Regions from separate parts of the Zea mays genome. Here all the other regions are linked to region 2. Evidence: chromatin contacts called from public Hi-C data. All regions are on one chromosome and are shown on one strand. Each heading gives the region's core, a stretch centred on a gene start, on an enhancer-like site or on the middle of the called end of the contact. The rest is flanking DNA. Distances are from core to core; before and after follow the strand shown. Region 1 holds the start of LOC100283437. Region 2 holds the start of LOC100382758. Region 3 holds the start of LOC103651344 (transcription factor MYB4).

Region 1 (4,194 bases), core at 224-2,723, 150 kb before region 2:
CATCGACATAGACGAAGGGAGGAATCCTAGATCCTAATGAGGGCTCATTTGTTTTGCTCTCAGTTCATGTGAATTGGGTGGAATTGAGTGGGTTTAAATCCTAAACAAGTCAAAATCTTTCATATATTTTTTAATTTCATCTAATCCACATGGGATAGAAATAACCGAACAATGTCTAAGTGTTTTTCATGTACAATGTACATTTTCTGAAATACAGAGTAGGACTTATGACCCCCACAGTGGAGCATGGGCAAATATTAATAGCCTCTCGTTTTCTAGACTTAGTTCAAATATGTCCTAATTATGCAAATTTCATGTATGTTCGATTTCTCCCATATATAGTAATATCTAATCAGAGAAGTGTTCTAGTAGATCTCTTTCTAAGAGCTATATTGATCCTAAAGTAGCTTTGTAGATCTCTTCGTGTCTTAAGTGGGGTGAGCATGATACCCTCGTAATGAATTTTCTAGTGCTACACATAAGTTTCTTGCATGCTTTGACGGAGTCACAATCTCCAAATTGTCTAGGAGGTAACTAGCACCGTAGCACCGTTGTCTTGCAACTCAACCATCTAGTGTCACTTAATACAATCATTTAATGTAACACACTATAAATTGGTGTACCATCTAGTGCCACTCCATACAATCACTCAATGCAACACATTAGAAAACGCTATCGCGGATGTTATCTCTATCAAACGTATATGAGTAGAGGTTTAAAGTTAGGCATAAGACTTGCCGACGAGGTGGCCGAACAGCGGTGGCGGCCTGGCCATAAATTGGCAGCGTTGGTAGCATGTATTGATGTATGTAAGGAGAATGAAGCTGTATGTGGGGATGGATCTGTCTGTTTTTTTTTATAAAAAAAATCAGGCTAGGAGGTGTTTTGGAAATACGTCGTAGCTGGGAGGGGATAAATGCAAAACAGCAGGTCACCACACCACAAGACGGAGATCCAATGGCTACGGACTCTTAGTTTTTTTCCACTTCTGGCCATCGAAATCTGTTGGATACTGTCAACGTCTAGCTTTTCGGTCTATAAAATCAATGTGAACCCAAAATCGATCAAGTAATTGTGGTAATAGAAAATCGTCATTTTCAATATCATAAATTGTGGACTTTTTTATCTTTCTACACACGTAATTTTCATATACTCAGATTATTTTCATAACCAAAATTTTAGAAAAGCTCATCGGGAAAAACTGAATCAAATGTCCATGGACACAAAATACGTTACTATTATAGAAAGCCTAATATGTTAATACTATTACGGAGAAACCATTTAAACGAATTCTATAACAACAAAATAAGGTCATGTTTGAGTTAACACAACTAATAAATTGTTAGTTGGAGCTAACGAACTAATTGTTAGCTAAAGTATTAACTACTAGGCGTTGGAATCTCTGCCGCTAATTTCAGCCGCTATCTATCGGCTCTAGTTTCAAACAGGCCTAACCGAAAGTCCATTTCGTCCCCAAAATTTCGATTTTCGAAACCAAACCAAACCACTCTCCTACTACAGCTCTCGGCCTCCCTCGCGTTCTCTCCATCGAACTGGCGAACTGCTCCTGCTCGTCTCTTCCCACACCACGCATTTTGTCGGGATTCGGGAACCCTATCGCCGGATCTTCGCGGCGGCGGCGGAAATGGCGAATCCCCTCGCGGGGCTGCAGGACCACATCAAGCTTGCGCGGGATTACGCGCTCGAGGGCCTATACGACACCTCCATAATCTTCTTCGACGGCGCCATTGCTCAGATCAACAAGTGAGCTTCCTATAATCCCCTGACCCCGGTTCCCCAGTTGCCGTATTACGCCGTGGATTCGATCGCTATCAGGCCACTACGGCGAATCGGCGATCAGTGGGTGTGAATCGCGACGTCCAGCCCGCCCGGATCTGCGGGTTTGGCCTCACGGCAACGGTTTTCATTTCGACTGCTGCTTTCAGTAGTTTAGCAGTTGTCGTTTTGCTCTGTGGCGCATTTTGCTGAAATGTTGGCTATGTTGTTGGGTCTATCCCTATTTTTAGTTTGCATTTTTTAAGTGAAATGATAAAAATATAATTGATTTGCATCCATATTAGGATAAATGATTGTAACAATTGAGTACTGTTGGTGCGAAGATATTTAAAAGCTAAAAAATGTGTTTTTCCTTGTACTTCATGTTAGTATACGATGGATACACTGTGCATGTTGATCCTCTGATTCATAGAAAATGGATGAACTCTCAGAAAAGTACGGCCGTACAGGCAAATAAGTGAAAAAAGTGTGAAACAGCTTTATGCAGTGTCGTAGACAAGGGAGGCGCCGTTATATATCTATGGGTAAAATAAAAGAGTTAGTTTATAATAAGTTAAAATTTGTTATGTACTTAGCGTAGCGTATGTATGTGTTAATTGTTACTACTAGTGGCCATTGTATATATACATCATTCAATTTATTAGCATTACAACAATAGTTATATATGTGTTGCCCCCCCCCCCCCCCCCCCCCCCCCCCCCCGCCCCTCCCCCAAGGAAAAATTCTGGCTACGCCCCTAGCTGTATGCTTTATTTTAGTCCTGCAAATTTCAAAATAGTGTGTGGTGTGTCTAAAATAGAACAGTGGAATATTGTCGAAGTTACTGTTAGACAGATAATAACTTTGAAGCACTATCCTGAGGGGGGGGGCTCACATTCTTTCTTATTTAATGATAAAATAACTAGGAAAATGAGTTAAAAGCCTAGATAATGTCTTTTCGTTGTGTTCCGTGTTATTAAGGTTAATTTTAACCATACAGGCATCTAACTACTTTGGACGATGCTTTGGTTCGTACGAAATGGATGAACTGCAAGAAAGCAATCTCTGAAGAAGTGGAAAGTGTGAAACAGTTGGATGCTCAATTAAAGTCCCTTAAAGAAGCTCCTGGGACGAGGCGGTCCTCATCACCTCCTATTCGCTCCAATAAATCATTTGTTTTCCAACCGTTGGACGAGTATCCAACATCTTCACCAGCTCCTTTTGATGATCCTGATGTGTGGGCTCCACCAAGGGATACACCGACCCGAAGACCAACAAGAGGTCAATCTAGTGCAAGAAAATCCTCCCAAGATGGAGCCTGGGCACGTGGTTCATCAAGGACTGGAACACCTAGCCGAAGCTCAAAACCTAATGGGAGTAAAGGAGGCTCTGTGGTTAAATCATCAACTGCCTCTAACAGTTCTGTAAGGAAAGGAAAACCAAGTTCAAGCAAGGCTGATTCAGCGGTAATTTCTATCAAATAAATGTTTACATACCTAAATTTTTTTGTTTCAGAAAACATGATGTGTGTTCATTCTAATTTCCATTGTGCACATTAGTATAGGCAAACAACGTGACTCTAATTGAAGTACTAGTAACTTGTTTTTTGTTTTCGGAAGTATACCTATGTATCAATCCTTGTAGTAGGAACAATACCTCAATAAAAGCATCTAGAATGTGCACTTCTGTTAAAACCAGTTCTCGTGTGTATATTGTAGAATGTTTTTTTGGAACGTAATGGCAGGAGCTTTTTCTCTCAATTAAGAAGAATGGAATTGACCCGATTTTAAGGAAAATCGGGCCAAAACCTACACAAAGCGCACGGTAGAGAAACCGACGGAAGGCCCCCACAAACAACCTAGACAACGGTAGCCCCCCCCCCCCCCAAACCCATCTAGAGACATCGTTGCCAAGCTCGGACACAAGGGACGAGCAGCTCCAACTTCCAAGACGAGCCACACACTGCCAAAGGAACTCGACGACGCCTACACCCAAACACCAGCGCAAGGAAGAAGACCACGACGCGTCATCGTTGCCAAGCCTCGACACACCTCATGCGAGGCAGCTCCGATTCTTCACCACGAGCAAAGATCCACAACGCCGAAACTCCGCGAGCAAGCAGACGTCTATAGTGAATTAGTGACAAAGGCCCATACACCACCGAGCCAAGCGGAGCAACGAAAAACCTCCACAACGCCAACAACCACACAATTTGGAGGTCTTCTGGACCGCGCCTTCAAGAAGGAGAAACGTCGTCGAAAGGCCGCCGCCGCCGCCCGCCTGGAACAAACCAAGCAAAGTTTCCTCCGAAGACCTAGCAGAGCAGCGTTGATCGCCAGCACCAAGGAGAAAGTTGAAGGGCCAGCCACGCCGATGTCACCCTGCCAAGCCGCCGCACATTGACACCTTCTGCCGTCC
Region 2 (4,411 bases), core at 1,516-4,015:
ATTTCCTAGTATCTTTTCACTTCCTGACTGTGTCTGTCTCCCAGGCATTATTTGAGGTACTTCGGTTCTGATTTCTAAACACAGATAGATGATAGATAGCCAGCGGCATGCTTATCCATTCGAGAAACTATATTGTACTTTAATATATATTTCTTTAATAATTATAGACGATGAAACTATATGTTCTGTTTGGATCTCTAGATGTATTCTCTTAATTTATCCTTTTATGATACAAACTTTCAATCACAACTATATGTTCTGTTTGGATATCTAGATGATGAAACTATATGTTCTGTTTGAAACCGTGGGTTTTCCATGGGTTTCCACCTAGTTATAGATTGATTTGGGGTTAATAATGTTATTGGGTGGATCTGGTTTAATTTCCTCCTTAGGGCTTGTTCGGTTAGCTCTCAATCCATATGGATTGAGTGGGATTAGATTGGTCATGAATTCCAAACAAGTTAAATTTCTTCTTAATTTTTTTCCAATCCCACCAATTCATGTGTATTGGGAATAATCGAACAAGGTCTTATATTTTTTGTGGTTGTGGGATAGATGTCAAAGTTACTAGATTTGTGTGTGAGTTGGATGCGGGTTGATTTTTTTTGCCATTAGCAGGCTTACTGGCGTCTCCAATTGGTCTCTTGTTGTATACTAAAGAGGTGTTTGGTTTATAGGGACTAATGTTTAGTCCCTTCGTTTTATTCTATTTTATTCTATAAATTGCCAAATATAGAAACTAAAATAGAGTTTTAGTTTTTATATTTAGCAATTTTAGAACTAAAATAAAATAAAATGTAGGAACTAAAAAATAGTTCCTAGAAACCAAACAACTCCTAAGTCAGAAGTTGAACTTTAGAACGTTGCAAGACTATAAATGAACTCAGGTCAGCAGCCTGCCTGCCATGCTCGTGTAAAAACTCCGCAAGCGCGGTACTCAATTCTTTCTGCAAAATGGACATGCAACAGAGCACGAAATTTGTAACAAAATGGGCACTATGCCTGCCAGGTCGCTGACTAGAACATCTGAAACATATACTGTTTTGTACTTGTGTATATATATCCCTCAAAGCGCAAGCATCGTGCCTTTGCTGAGTGTGTATTGAAAGCTCTCATTTTGTTTCATCTATATCCCTCAAGCACAAACATCACGCCTTTCCCTGAGTTTGTGTTTTCAAGATAAAATAATGGTCATCAAGCCCCCATGGCCGCTCACCAAAGTGCAAATGCTACGGCTATGAAAGTAGGGAACATGGAACAACAAAGTTACACCATCCTTAGATGTTGAGTTTGTGATCCAAATTCTGAATAAAGCAGCCAAATTGGCGAGCAAAGCGGAGACCCATCGATACCATTTGGAATTTGCTGGAATATGGCTCTAATTCCTTTTATATATTTGTAATATGTCTTAGAATATGTTTTCCTGTATACCTATAAATATAGACTCTCTTTGTAACTTGTACTCTGCAGTTGATATTGGATCTGTTCTCTCGTGGTTGTTTGCTCCTCCATATTGGAGGAGATTTTTCCACGTAAATAATCTTTGTGTCTATTTTATTTTCCTAACAAGTGGTATCGAAGCTAGGGTTAGTCACATTGTTTTTATCCACATTATGGTCGTAACCGCTTGATCTTAAGGTTTCTCATGGCAATCGTATTATCTTGAAGGGCAATCGTTTGAGTAATTTCTACTACTTGCAATGTTTAACATTTGATGTTGAAGTGTTTCTATTGCGTTCCAGAATAGAGGTTATTTTGATGATACGAAGTCGTGATCCATTTCCATGTCTAATGATTTCTTAGACTTGGTTGATATTCAAATTTAGCATCCTAGTGGTGTTTGGGAAACAACTCTATGGATTTAGAGTCAATGGAGATTTGTTGGAATATGCCTCTAATTCCTTTTATATATTTGAAATATACCTTAGAATATGTTTTCATGTATGCCTATAAATATAGGTCCTCCTTGTAACTTGTACTCTACGGTTGATAGTGAATCTATTTCCTTGTGATTGTTTGTTCCTCCATATTGGAAGGATTTTCCACATAAATCTTTGTGTCTATTTTATTCCCTAACAAAATTAAACCACCACCAAGTCAAAATTCTCCTCAATCTTCCTTACCCTCCAAAATTTAGGGATGAAACGAACAAAGTCTTAATTAAGCAATTAATAGAAGGGATTGAGAAGGATTAAACCTTATAAGGTTTTGTTTGAGTACTTTATTATTGACCTCAATCCACATATATTGAGGTGGATTATGGTGTAACTTAAACTAAATTATACATCAATCTATCTCAACACATGGATTTATGTCAATACTAGAGTATAGTGCTAATTTCATAATCCTATTTTTTAAAGAATTTTTATTTTTGCAAAGAAAAATAAACTAATTTTTTATGAGAAAATGAAAATCGTTTAGAAAAATAGGGTTGTTAAACTAGTCAAAATCCTCAATTTTTCTCAAAACGAGCCAGCTCTTTAACAAGCTACTACAATGGTGGGTGCGCGCTGACGGAGTGTTCAATTCGCACTTCGCCGGCGGCGCGCCTATCCCAGCCCACCACCATCCCACGCCATCCGGAAGTGCGTACGCCGCAGTAGCCGGCTAGCCGCCACGCAGTCACGAGTTGTTTAGCCCCGTCGCCTTCGTAGCTCGTCTAATTTGAGCGGCCCAGAAAAAAAGGATTGCGCGTCGTGACTCCTGATTTCACTCTAAAGTAGACGGGTCCCGTTCGATTTCGCCCAAAACCATCCACCGGCATCGGCCGGAGAGACAGCATATAGGCAGGCAGGCAGGCGCGGTGAGAGGAATCGGCATCAGAGGTACGGTACGATGTTCCGGGAGGAGCAGCTGGACCTGGTGCTGGTGCCGCTGGCCCTGGCGGCGGTGGCCGGCTACCACCTGTGGCTCCTCTGGGCGATCCTGCGCCATCCCACCCGGACCATCATCGGCCTCAACGCCATCGCACGCAAGCGCTGGGTCGCCGCCATGATGGCCGTCGGTACCATGCACCTTCCCATCTCATCGATCGGCCTAGCTAGCTCCTCCCACTCACTCTCTCCCTCATCACCGTATCCCATTCCATTACTCTCTTGCTGCGTGCATACATACCATGGATGGCGCACCGGCCGGCCGGCCAGCAGAACACGGAGAAGAACGGCGTGCTCGCGGTGCAGACGCTGCGGAACAACATCATGGCGTCGACGGTGCTGGCGACCACGGCCATCACGCTGGTCTCCGTCATCAGCGTCTTCATCGGCGTCACGTCTCCGGCCTCCTCCTCTTCCTCGCCGTCCTCCAAGGCGCCGCGGCTGGTGTACGGGAGCAAGGCCGGGGAGGTGTTCGCGGCCAAGTACCTGGCCGTGTCGCTCTGCTTCATGCTCGCCTTCGTCTGCAACGTGCAGGCCATCCGCCTGTACGCGCACGCCAGCTTCCTCCTGGGCGGCCTGCCGCCCGGGCCCGGCGACGAGGCGCGCGAGGAGTTCGCGTCGTACGTGGCGCGGACGGTGAACCGCGGCAGCTACGCCTGGTCGCTCGGCCTGCGCGCCTTCTACGTCTCCCTCGCGCTCTTCCTCTGGACGTTCGGCCCCATACCGATGCTGGCCTGCAGCGTGCTCATGTGCGGCCTGCTCTACTTCCTCGACACCACCAGCAGCGCCGACCACGGCCACGCGCACGGCCAGCAACGGGCCGGCGCCGCCCGAAAGGATAGCACAGTCTGATCTCAATCTACTTCTTTACAAGAATGCCAGCTTTGAGAAACTCGTATCTCAAAACATATAATATATAATATCAGCTTTGAGAAAATGCTATCTCTGTTTCTGTCTCTTCTCTTCACTACATCTTCTTTATTTCTGTAGCCTCTACAACAGATGTAGTCCCTACAGGGATCAAGTATGTAAGGGAGAAAATACCTTGTCGTTAGACCGTGTGCTCGGCAGAGCGTGTATATAGTTGTGTATAACACCGTTTTATACTGTAGACTGTATTGTTTATAAAGTAAAGTTTAAAATACAGGACAATATAGGCAGTGGAATAGAAAGGCTGCTGAAGAAAACTTTAGGCCAACTCCAGCAATCTTCTCATCGCGCTCCCTATCCTCATTCTACGTGCTCTAAGACACTATTTTGCTCTCCAGCAACCTCCACATATCCCTCTCCGCAAAATGGACGTCCGATATTTCACTCCCCATTCCCACGTAGTATCTCTCATTTCCGCGAACAAAGCATTTAAAATCTGACGCTCACGAGACTAAGCTATCATAAACACAGATACGGATGTGGATTGGGAGACCGTTGGACGACCTGGCCTGGCCGATGTGAAGGGTGTGCAACATGTAAAATGGGGATATGGATGGGCACGTTGCTAAAGTTGATCTTATTTCGATCGCTCCTAGGCCACGCCGTTG
Region 3 (4,296 bases), core at 1,712-4,211, 140 kb after region 2:
TAAATCTTTACATGCAACCATATTTAGAAGATGTGTTCAAGGTACAGGGACGATACACTTAAAAGACATGCATGGCCTAGCGGAGGACACCCTTGAATATTAGTCCTTACTATTCGATCTTGAAGATCATAAGCTATACACCCTTGAATACAACCATCATATTCTTTTTCCTATTATGAGTTTTTCTTAAGTATCTCACAGATGATTTTAAATGAGGCAATAAGTATAATACATGGAGCGGTATTACGCACTCTTTCTCTATTTTTCTACTAGTTTTTCGAATTTTTAATGAGGCATGAGTTAGTCGTAGTATTCATTTAATATAGAGTGTTAAGAAACCCTTACTAAAGGTTAAATGGGCTAATGCAAACGAATCTAAGGAGCTCTATCTTCCTGTACAATAAATTTGTACCCTCCCATAATAAATAATAAGAGAAGAAACCATTCACCATTGTCCCATTGTCTCATGTATCTGTCACTACTAAAGAATGGGGCTTCGGTCCAACAGCTTTTGTTCCAGTTTATTTAAAACCAGTATTGATATTGGCTTTAGTGTCAATTTTAAATACGAAGATCCCTGAAAACGAATTAGTACTGGTTGTTGTCCATAACCGATACTAATATTAAGTAATTTAGTACTGGTTAAATATAAGAACCGGTACCAAAACCTTTAGTACTTGTTCTACTACAAAACTGGTACTAAAGATCTCACAGCTAGCTCAAACCTTTATTACTCTAGTACCATTTTTTTGTAAGAACAGGTACTAGAAGGTATTTTCATTTTTCACCAACGCAATTAGGATTCAATGGTCCAATGAACATGGAGAAGTGTACCTAAAAACTTATGAGGTGTGGCTTTATAGGCCCGGTACTTCATCTTGGTCACAAATTACTGAAAGAAGATTGAAAATATCATCAGATATTTATGACATTAGAAGACTATGAAGCAAAAATCTATATAGCTTATGTTGATTATTAGATTAATGATGTTGTGTTAGTGTGTTGAATGTTATGAACAATGTAGTGAGTTGTGAAATATGAAGTGGTTTTGAGCTCCGAGATGTGTACTATAAATTGGTGATTGTTATGAACTATATTTGATTTTATATTGTATGCATGTTATCATATTTGTTTTGGTTCTCTGGATTGATACATATATAAATATATGTTTTGGTTCTCTGGATTGCATATATGTTTTGGTTCTCTAAGTTGATACACATATACATATCAATATGACCCTGGACCAACTTATAGTACCAGTTTAGACCAAAAACCTGTTCTAACCATGGTATTTAGCACAGGTTTTTGCTTAAAACCGGTACTATCGGTTTCTGGCATGAACCGATATTAAATGTTACATCTTTAGTACCGATTCAGGCCAAAACCCGATACTAAAGTTCTTTTTTTAGTATGGTTCATACAATCAGGACTGAAGATTGAGACCTTTAGTCTCGGATGTCAAGTACTGGTTGAAAGTCCGGTATTGTAGCCGGTTGGCAATGGGTATATAAATGTCGCATTATGCAGTATTGTGTGCTTGAGCCGTCGTGAAAAGAAAATAGAAAACAATCTTTTAACATCTTTCTCACATCTCCATTGTTTCGACGAACGACACTTCTCTCTCTTCTCGCACACTCCATGTTTGTTTTCCCTTTTAGCAATCTTGTGCTTGGAACCTGATTTTGGTGAAGACGAACACACTACGGCCGGCGGCATAGGAAGCTTCAAGCAGACTATACACATGTGAATCCGTTGTTGCGAAACCTTTGAAAGATGTCGGAACGGCAGGGGTCGTAGTCAAAGCCAGAAACCTGGAACCCTGCACACAACAGCACAGCACAGCACATCGTCTTCCTTCCGGTTTTGTTCTCGTTGCATAACCGAACATTAAAAATAAAAGCAGGTAGCACTAGCAGCCGTATGAGTTGTCTTCGGCCCTGTGTGAACTATACGATGGCCATCTCCGTTCGCTCCGTTCCTATCTGCACAGTCTTCGCCGGCGCAAAAAGGCCCAGACGTATGCGCCTTGGCTACTGTTTGTTTACTCTTTTTTTCCCGCCAAAGCGACTGTGGGCGAAGGTCTTCGTCGTCTAAACAGGGGAAGGAAAGACGAGAGTGCCCACCCTAGACTTGGAGGAGTGTACACTCCTCCTTCGAGACGATGACAAGGGTCAAACGGGTTGGTGGTGTTGCGTCGTAACGGCCGGCGACGCGAAGAATGCCCCCCGGCAGCGGCAGGTAGCGCACAGCACAGCACAATCCTGTGAGTCACCCCACGCTTGACCCCCCGCCGCACCGCTCTGCTGCTGCTTCGCGCGCTCGGCGTCCCCCGGCCCTACCCTAGTAAGCCGAAAGGGAAAGGCGTACGTCCAAGCAATCCATACGGATACGGCCATGCTCGCGAGCCTCGCGTTCTTTCTTTTTATATCCCGTGGCGTGGCGGTGTCCGCATGGGTGCAGTGCAGCGCAGCGCAGGTTTGACGAAGCGTGCGTCGCATGGGCACACAGACAGGTTCTAAACACAAGCTTTTATTTATATAATCAACGACGACGCACCTGCGTTTGTCAACAATAATGCCTAAGGAAGGACTGTATTTGAAGGAAGTGTTGTGCAGTAGCCACAGGGACGCGGTTGCAAAGGAACTACTCCCTCCGTTTCTTTTTATTTGTCGCTGTATAGTGTAAAATTGCACTATCCAGCGACAAATAAAAATAAACGGAGGGATTACGTACATTTTTCTAGTCTGTCTAGTGGGGGTGACATAAAAATGACGCTCCTCACCGCGTGCTTGCAGGGGGTGGTAGTGGTACAAAGGACAAGCGCCACTTGTATGCCTGTGGACAAGCACAACCGGACGGATTGACTAAACTCACGAGTAGTAAAACTCGCAAGTACTGGTCAACACACACATGAGTATTATAGAAGCAAAATGTATGTATATATTTTTTTTGCAAAACAAACTGGGACAGGGACGAACAATAATACGGCCGTGGGGGGACGGGGACGGCTCCGCAAAATGGTCGCACCTGGCCCACGCCCACTATCCCAGGCCCCAGACCCCGAACGCGCGCCTGGAGCTGGTGCTGGCTCAGGGACTCGAGGTGTGAAGCTGCCTGCCTGCCTGCCGCTATAAAACACGCCTGCGCTCCCCACAGGCCGCAGCTCGCTTGCTGGCCTTGTTGCCTGCCCACCTTGTGCCAGAAAACACACGGCCGCCACCCCCCCCCCCCCCCCCCCCCACCCCGCGCCACCACCCAGTTCTTCGATCCCATTCCAAGCGCGCGCAGCAGCAGCAGCAGCGCCAGCATGGGTCGGGCGCCGTGCTGCGACAAGACGAGTGTGAAGCGGGGGCCGTGGTCGCCCGAGGAGGACGACCTGCTGCGCAGCTACGTCCAGAACCACGGCACGGGCGGCAACTGGATCGCGCTCCCGCACAAAGCAGGTGCGTACTAGCTGTTCTGTGCATGCCCGCGAGATGGTTTCCTTGCTCATGATGGTTGCTTTAATTCGTCCTGTCCATGTATCGCGCGCAGGGCTCAACCGGTGCGGCAAGAGCTGCCGGCTGCGGTGGCTCAACTACCTGCGCCCCGACATCAAGCACGGCGGCTACACGGAGCAGGAGGACCGGGTCATCTGCTCCCTCTACAGCTCCATCGGGAGCAGGTGGTCCATCATCGCGTCCAAGCTGCCCGGGCGGACGGACAACGACGTCAAGAACTACTGGAACACCAAGCTCAAGAAGAAGGCGATCGCCATGCAGCAGCAGCAGCAGCAGCAGCAAGAGTACTACCAGCAGCAGCACAGCTCAGGAGGCCGCGGCCGCCGCGCCGCCGCCGCCGCCGCCGCTCCCCGAAGCCAATGCGCCTCCGTGCAGCCGTCGCCCGCGTCCGCCTCGTCCGCCGTCACCACCGCGAGCGCCAGCGACGCGTGCAGCTTCGGGGCCATGTACCCCTCCCCGTCGGCGCTGCAGGCCGCTCCGGTGCTCGCGCGCTACGACAGCACGGCGGCGGCGCCAGCACCACTGTCTCTGCCGCAGCAGGCGTCTTCGCTCGCCGCCGAGTTCGTCCCTCCCGCGCCACCACCCGTCGGCGCCAGCTGGGCCGGCGGGCTGCCCCTCGACGACATGTTCCTGCCCGAGCTCCTCGGGGACAGCGAGTTCCCGCCCGGCGACGGCGACTTCTTCGGCGCCGGGGCCGGGGCCGGGCTCCTCGCCCCGCTGCTGCTGCAGGACAGATTTCCAGCGGCGTCCCTGCAGGAGCTCTCCGCGTGCTACTTCCCCAACGCGCCGGCCGAGA

What was found. A called contact is a pair of places that touch in the nucleus more often than the background predicts.
Region 1: a Hi-C map of root tip shows a contact between it and region 2, with 5 times the contacts expected there. The contact joins the promoter of LOC100283437 here to the promoter of LOC100382758 in region 2. A contact is called at or near these places in 5 of 25 Hi-C or Micro-C datasets (ear, endosperm, leaf and 2 more).
Region 3: a contact with region 2 is called in a Hi-C map of leaf, with 3 times the contacts expected there. The contact joins the promoter of LOC103651344 here to the promoter of LOC100382758 in region 2. A contact is called at or near these places in 15 of 25 Hi-C or Micro-C datasets (bundle sheath, ear, endosperm and 3 more) and 2 of 3 datasets of contacts at active chromatin or transcription factors (leaf and seedling).

What each region holds. Positions count from the first base shown.
Region 1 is chr3:213,626,675-213,630,868 of Zm-B73-REFERENCE-NAM-5.0, reverse strand. It overlaps LOC100283437, which reads left to right and starts at 1,473. Exons shown (of 7, transcript NM_001156338.2): 1 at 1,473-1,764; 2 at 2,777-3,242. The coding sequence starts at 1,646. LOC103651345 (D-glycerate 3-kinase, chloroplastic-like) reads left to right here. Exons shown (of 12, transcript NM_001326531.1): 12 at 1-161. The coding sequence ends at 37.
Region 2 is chr3:213,477,505-213,481,915 of Zm-B73-REFERENCE-NAM-5.0, reverse strand. LOC100382758 reads left to right here and starts at 2,765. Exons shown (of 2, transcript NM_001175473.1): 1 at 2,765-3,000; 2 at 3,147-3,806. The coding sequence starts at 2,836. The coding sequence ends at 3,725.
Region 3 is chr3:213,341,051-213,345,346 of Zm-B73-REFERENCE-NAM-5.0, reverse strand. LOC103651344 (transcription factor MYB4) reads left to right here and starts at 2,961. Exons shown (of 2, transcript XM_008676965.4): 1 at 2,961-3,443; 2 at 3,535-4,296. The coding sequence starts at 3,308.